Regions from separate parts of the Mus musculus genome. Here region 2 is linked to region 1. The links are chromatin contacts, called in public HiChIP or PLAC-seq maps. All regions are on one chromosome and are shown on one strand. Each heading gives the region's core, a stretch centred on a gene start, on an enhancer-like site or on the middle of the called end of the contact. The rest is flanking DNA. Distances are from core to core; before and after follow the strand shown. Region 1 has its middle 66 kb from the start of Gm32849. Region 2 overlaps Gm32849 (a long non-coding RNA gene).

What was found. HiChIP or PLAC-seq counts read pairs in DNA pulled down with a chosen protein or histone mark.
Region 2: an H3K27ac HiChIP or PLAC-seq map of microglia shows a contact between it and region 1, with 3 times the contacts expected there. The contact joins two enhancer-like sites. A contact is called at or near these places in 2 of 484 Hi-C or Micro-C datasets (bone marrow-derived macrophages and nephron progenitors) and 7 of 115 datasets of contacts at active chromatin or transcription factors (bone marrow-derived macrophages, craniofacial prominence, embryonic hindbrain and 4 more).

The regions. Positions count from the first base shown.
Region 1 is chr7:48,973,789-48,977,097 of GRCm38.p6, reverse strand. It overlaps a transcript of Nav2 not described here. Among named protein-coding and RNA genes, the nearest start is that of Gm32849, 66 kb to the left of the region's middle. Within about 2 kb of position 1,672, at least 2 of the 459 cell types and tissues checked have an H3K27ac peak or open chromatin away from gene starts, as enhancers often do. A contact at or near this core is called in microglia, where this site is marked.
Region 2 is chr7:49,045,641-49,048,949 of GRCm38.p6, reverse strand. Gm32849 (a long non-coding RNA gene) reads right to left here. Exons shown (of 2, transcript XR_391458.3): 1 at 1-3,309. It also overlaps a transcript of Nav2 not described here. Among named protein-coding and RNA genes, the nearest start is that of Gm32849, 6.0 kb to the right of the region's middle. Within about 2 kb of position 1,464, at least 32 of the 459 cell types and tissues checked have an H3K27ac peak or open chromatin away from gene starts, as enhancers often do. A contact at or near this core is called in microglia, where this site is marked.

The DNA of each region.
Region 1 (3,309 bases), core at 423-2,922:
CAGAGTAGAATCAGAAGGACCAAGGGCAAGAAATAACTAACAAGTTGTAACTGGATCACTGGGAGGTGGCAGGCTGAGAGCAGCATGAAGTTGGATCCACAAGGACCTCAACAGCAAAGTGCAGTCTGTCAGAGCTCCGAGTGAGCCAAGATGCATATAGAAGCAAGGTCCCCAGGTACCGCACTAAGTCCTTTACATATACAAGTTAGTCATAATGATGCTGCCAGGATTTTCATTTTGCAGGTGAGACTGTGAGCTTCAGAGAGCTCAAGGAACTTCCCTAAGATTTAAAAAAAATGCTAAGATTCAAACCCAGATTTCCGACGGCCCAAGATCTTCCCACCTCACCACCCAGCCTTCTCTTCTCCACTATGGAGATTTCTGCCTTTCTGTTATCTTCTCCTTGTCAGCTAACCTAAGCAGATGTTGGGTTGATGTCCATTCATGTAATGTCATTCATTCATGTGGTGTCACGCTGTGAGCTGTGTGAGGTCAGGGATGTTCCAGCAAGGAAGACATTTATAAGACAACTTCTGGACCACTCACTATTGAGCATCCCTCCTGTCCCTCAGGCTCTTCTGCCCCTCTTACATCAAATCTTACCCAATCAAATAGAGAAGCCCATCACTGCTCATCCAGACATGCCTCTTTCTGGAGTGGTTCGCCCTCAGTGGTAAGGTTCCACACCCGGCATTAGCCGTAACCGAATAACCAGGGCACAGACACAGAACTCAACAGTAGCCCATTCCAAAGGCTAACTTATCTTTCTAGATCATCTTTGTTTAAAAATGTAAATATCCTGGGCTATCAAGATGGTTCAACAGTTAGAAGCACTGGCTGCTCTTGGGGACGTGGGCTCAGTCTTCAGTATCTACCTGACAGCTCATAACTATCTGCTACTCCAATTCCAGGGCATCCGGGCCTCTATGGATGCCAGGCATGCAGGTGATACATAGACATACACAGGGACAAACACTCAGAGTAAATATAAGTGAACCTTGTTTTAAAATGTAAACTTTCTGATACTTGTTTAAAACAACCAAAAGAGTTTAGTCAAGACTATGGTAAGAGAGAACTTGAACTAGGAGGAGAGAGATAGGGTTTAACTCTAAACCCTGCAAAGAGAACTGGGAACTTACATGGCTGAAGCAGAGTTGAGTGGGCTGAGAGAGGCATGTTTTTCTTTGTTGTTGGTTTGTTTGTTTGTTGGTTTGTTTTTGTTTTTTTTTTTTTTTTTTTGAGACAAGGTCTGACTGAATAGCTTAGGCTAGCCCCAATCTTCCCACCTCAGCCTCTCAAGGGTGAGGATTACAGGCATGCACTATTATGCTGGCTCTGACCTGGGGATTCTTGGTAAGGCTGGGTTGCACAGGCTTCTGTCAGGACAGGGGTCAAGACTGACTCAACAGACAGAGTCTGGCTAGTGTGAAGGGGGAAGTGTGCCACCGAACCTCTCCAAAAGAGATGGGTCGGTACGAAGTTCTTGGGGTCCTCCTAAGGAGCAGACCGTGAAGGTGGAGCAGATGGGAGCTGGTGGGCTGCAGATGAGAGCTGGTGGGCTGCTGAGGGTCAGCCCCAAAGAGCAGGAGAGAAAGGATGTTGGAAAGAAGGGACAGGGTCGGGCAGTGACTGAAGCAATGAGTTGTAGGGAAGTGGGCCCCACACCACAGAGGCATGAGAAGCCAGCCCTTCAAGCTGCCTGGTTGTGGGCACTTCCTGAGTGTGTCAGTGACAACTTGAAGTTGGTCTCATTGCTCAGAGTGATTCTCTTGAATGCCGTTGTCGTCTTCTCAGAATGTCTGCGATGGAGAGAGAGCACCATGAACCTGGCTCTGCAGACTCCTCTAGGAGAGCTTAGGTGTTTCTTTACCAACAGCTACATCATCTGTGTGCATTTCTGATGATCTGTCCTACAGAGTGGAAGCAGGTATTTTGCACCAGTTTCCTTAATGCTTCCCATTTGGGGTACATCTGAGCCACTGTTCTCCCACTGGTTGGACCCCCAAATAGTCAACCTACGTCGTCATCCACAGAATGACCATCTAGGTTATCATTACCACAGGCATAGGGAAGCTCAGAAAGAAAGGGGCATCTGTGCCAGTAGCAGAGGAAAGCCAGCTTGCAAGACTCCTGAGTGTAAGACAGCCGCACCTAAGCAGGGCCCCCAGACCAGATGCCTCGCTCCATTCATACACATGGACATCTGAAACATTTTCCATTCTAATCTGCTATTGTTTTGACACCAATTCTAGATCACAATCCACGTGGAGCCCTAAAGTGGTGGCCTCTTGTTACCCGCTCCCGTTCAGAGTGTCTACCATTACTCATTCCTTCAACAAGCATCTCCCGACCCTCTGCTATAAGGCAAACGCTGTACTGCATGTCCTGATATAGAAACCACCACAATACCTAAGGACTCAGGCAAGAGTGAGCCCAAACAGCCATGGCAGGTGAGCTACGCTTGTTAAGATGCACAAGAGCTGGGGGCTACAATGCTCTATTCTACTTTGTAGCCTCCGGTGAGGACTGCTCATGTAACTGAAGACGTTTGCTTATTGGGTTTTTAAATTATAACCACAGATGGAAAAAAGAGAAATATTTTGACATGCACTTAGAATCGCCCAGGGAGCCTCTCATCTCATCTTAACCCAACCCACCCTTTAAGGAGCCCAGAAGGAACCTCCCCCTCCTGCCTCGGAAGTCAACAGGGGCCTGATGTTCCCAGATGGCCAGGTTGTTGTCTCTGTGGTAACGTTTTACCAGGGCTGGGGGTCAGAGGGCTGAACTAGCTATAACCATGATGCAGACTGTTACCTCACAAGGCCCTCTATCAAGTCCTCTAGGGAATATGGATCCTAGGAACAACTAAAGCTTTGAGAAGCCTGATTTTTTGCTCACTCTGCTTAGCCAAGACAAAAGTCCTATGATCACCTGAAGGGATTTCTCAGTCTCCTTCTCTAGTTCATATGCATGGTTCTGGCCCCAGGTCCCTGTCAGGAGCCACCCTGGCCTGTCCCCCTTGCCACCTGCCCTAGGCCCAGTCCTTTGTCCCTGCAAAAGGATTCAGCGTGCAGCCACCAGTCCTCAGAGTAGCTTCCTGATTTTGGAAGAAGCTGCCTTGAAGAAATCCCCACTCGGCCTCTGCTATCCATGTCTCCTCCCAGTTTGCTTCCCAGCCCCCACATCTCCCTCTCTCTCTGTCTCTCTCTCTTTCTAATTATCCCAAAGAGAAGGAAGATTAAAATTTAATGCCCTGAGGAGAGGAGTCAGAGATGTCATTATTTTGATTCAAACCCCAGGCATGCAAGA
Region 2 (3,309 bases), core at 215-2,714, 72 kb before region 1:
TCTATGGGCTCTCTCCTGCCTTTTCTGAATGGCTGGCTCTGGTCTTGAGCAGGGGATGCAATGTATGGCAGTTGCTTAAAAGGGCAAAGAGTAAAGTTTCTTAGTAAAGGGCTTAGATTGGTGGCTCATAGGATTGCTGGAGGAGAGAGCCTTGCAGAGATCTGAGGGTGCACAGAACTCCAGCCTATCCTCCCAGGCTAGTCAGATGGGGGTCTCATGCCATGTTGGGAGTGTCTCACACCAATATGAGGGAGTAACGGGACCATGGCAGACAGGGGACAGCAGGCAGGCATTCAGCTAGGTTGTCCTGGTAGGTCTGGGAAGAAGGCTCTCTAAGAGCCCTGGGGGAGGAAGGCAGGGCTCTTGCCTGGGCTCTGCTGAAGTTCAGGGCCCTTTGGATTGAGTGACAATTCCCAGCAAGCTTTGGTGGGGTCAGCATGGCTGACTCTCAGCTCAGACAAGGCCTAAGGTTTCCCATAGATAACACGCATTTCAGGGTGATGCAGGCTGTTCCTGGGGGGTGTCCAGAGATGTCAGGGTTGATATCCACATTCCAGAAGGCATTAGCATGGAGAGGGGTGGGTCCTGACAATATTCGTATAGCATACCACTGAAATATCAGTTTCCTTCAGTTAACTTAGAATTTCGGTGCACACCACAACTCTGCTAGAGACCTACTCATAAGCCCTCTTGGAGGGTTTTCAGCCTACTCATGCCTCCAGTCCCACATCAGTTGCCTGACAGCTTACTTTGCCTTCCTTTGTCACCAGCCAGTCTTCATGCTTTTATTCTCAAGCTCTGTGAGGGAACGCTGGAAGGTGAGAAGGCACCGGGTGGATGCTCTTCACATTTGGACTGGCGTTAATACAATAAGCAGCTGAGCTTGAACAGTGTGAAGCAGCAGTTACAAGCTATCTCTGGACTCAGGGTTCAAACTCTAGATATGAACAGGGGATGCTGGCATCCCGTCCCCCACCCCCCACCCCCCATCCCCGGAATCCCAGTAATTGGCGGGTTGAGGCAGGAGGATCTGGAGATTGAGATCAGCCTAAGCTACAGAGTAAGCTCTTGTTACTTGTCTCTTCCAGAGCAGAGGGAAACAGAGGGATCAGACAGGAATAAGGGGCAGGCAGAGCAGGGTCTCTTTGCCTTGTATGCTCCTTGCAGACCTTGTGCTCCAAGACTGAGCTAACCAAGGGCAAGGTGAAGCTGTAAAGTCTGGTCACAGAATGGAGACTAGAGAAGACCTTCCTCAGTGACAATGACTGCTCCTGTCACAAATCTTCAAGTTGTTAGACCTTGACTTCAAACCTCCACCCCACTGAGCCTGTTATAGCCACCACTGCCTGCATGAAGTGTGGTTGCCTGCGTGGTCACATGGGCGGGGCTCTGTGCCTGAGATGGGAGAACCCATGCCACTTGAGGACATCTGCCCATGGCCACACCCCTGCCTGCAACCACATGGATGAAGCCGAGTCAGCGCTTGGTTTAGTTGTGAGGAATGGAGCTGTATAGCGTATGCAGGGAAATCTCGTTAACTCAAAACTCGGGAGACTAGATGTTAATTCCTAAGTCAAAACAAAAGCGGGAATGGGCTGGTTTCAGATGTTTTTATTAACAGAGTGTTTTGTCAGCTGGGAAATAGGAAAGGTTCTGAATTATGCACTGTTTGAGGAAGCCATTAGTGGATTAGGAGAAGTGTTTTTTTTTTGTTTTTGCCATTTACGTTACAGGACATAACAAATGACTTCAGGGCTTGAGCGACTCTGGCTGGAGAAGGATGGACTGAGTCAATTTCCTGCTATCAAATGGTTTCCTTTAGCCCACGACTTTAGTCTTAGATGCTAAGCAAGAGAGGAAGGGGATGGGTGCCAGCGGTGTAGGGTGCTGTCGAGGACTCCAGCTGACCTTCTGCAGGGAGAATCAGGTGCTGGGTGATGCTGTGAGAATTCAGAAGAAATTCTGCAAACCCCCCGTGCCCTGTTCCTGCTGGACCCACAGCTCCAACAAGCTGTGGTCTTCTCAGCTCCCTGTCCCAAGTGTTTCTGTCAGCTGAGGATGTCCCCTTTGTCCCTGTCAGCTGAGGATGCCCCCTTTGTCCCTGTCAGTCAGCATACTGGCAGCTGCGTTTGTTTTCACAGAGTGCCAGTGGGCAGCTGGAAATGATGCCCTGTTGAGGGCTGCATTCCCTTCCTTCCATGCTTTTCTCTGGAGAAGTGAATAGAGGTGCTCTGATGCCCTGTGCTATGTATGCTGTCTTCGTAGTTCACTGAACAAAGTAAACTCAAGATGCAGGGCAGAAGTCTGCAGGAGGAAGGAGGGGATTTTTTCAGTCTTCAGTTCTATCTCAGCCATGGTCTTGTTCTGGACCAGGCACTGGGGACACGGAAGTATTCATGGCCTCCCAGCAGGCAGACACGGGAAGAGCATGTGACAGTTGAGATTTACAGTAGCATCCACTCACCCACTGTGTGCTTCCTCCCTTGCACACGTGCCTTCCTTTGCCCCATTCTTTATTCTCTATAAATCAGCTGGGAAGTAGCTATCCCTGCTTAGGGAAGGGAGTCACTTTTAGTGGAAGATACTTCCCTGAGTTTACCAGCCCTCTCTGTGTGGCATCCTGCACATAGCTAGCATCTCCTGACCCCCACCTTTCCAACCAGCTTTCCACAGACCCCAGAAGCCTCCCTCAGAAGAGGTCTCAAGAGCCTTCCAATCCACTCACACTCTCAGACAGGGCCGTACGCCTTTCCTCAGCCCAGAGTCCAGCTGGGACCAGACTGGGGACAAAGTCTCCAGTGACTTATTAGGTTCATGGCTGGAGGACAGAGGCAGGAAAACCAAAAGTAATTGCTCAATTTCAGGCCTGCTCAGAGCTAAGTGAATTTAATAACCCATAGATCATGTTATACAAATTGCATTTCACAGTTTTTACCAACTTACCCCACACTGTGCACCGTCCTGGGTGGCTTATTTCACAAATAAATAGCTGGAATCTAAACAGCTCTATTTCCTTAGCAATCACTCTTGGAGAACAGAGCAGCTTCTGCTCCCCCCCTCCCTCTTTTGTAGACCACGAGTTTACCGCCAAAGAGTCTTTACTTATAAAACTAATTTTTATGTGAACAAAGGAAAAATGATGTCATTTATTGAGTTCCAGCTACATGGCAGGCCACAGGCAGAATGTTCTCTATACATGTTGCATTTGGCACTAACGGTATAAAGTAAAGGGCATTATGCCAGTTTACAGATGGAGAACCTAAGCTTTGGCCAGGCCCTGGGTGTAATCTAAGTCATCTAACTGGTACC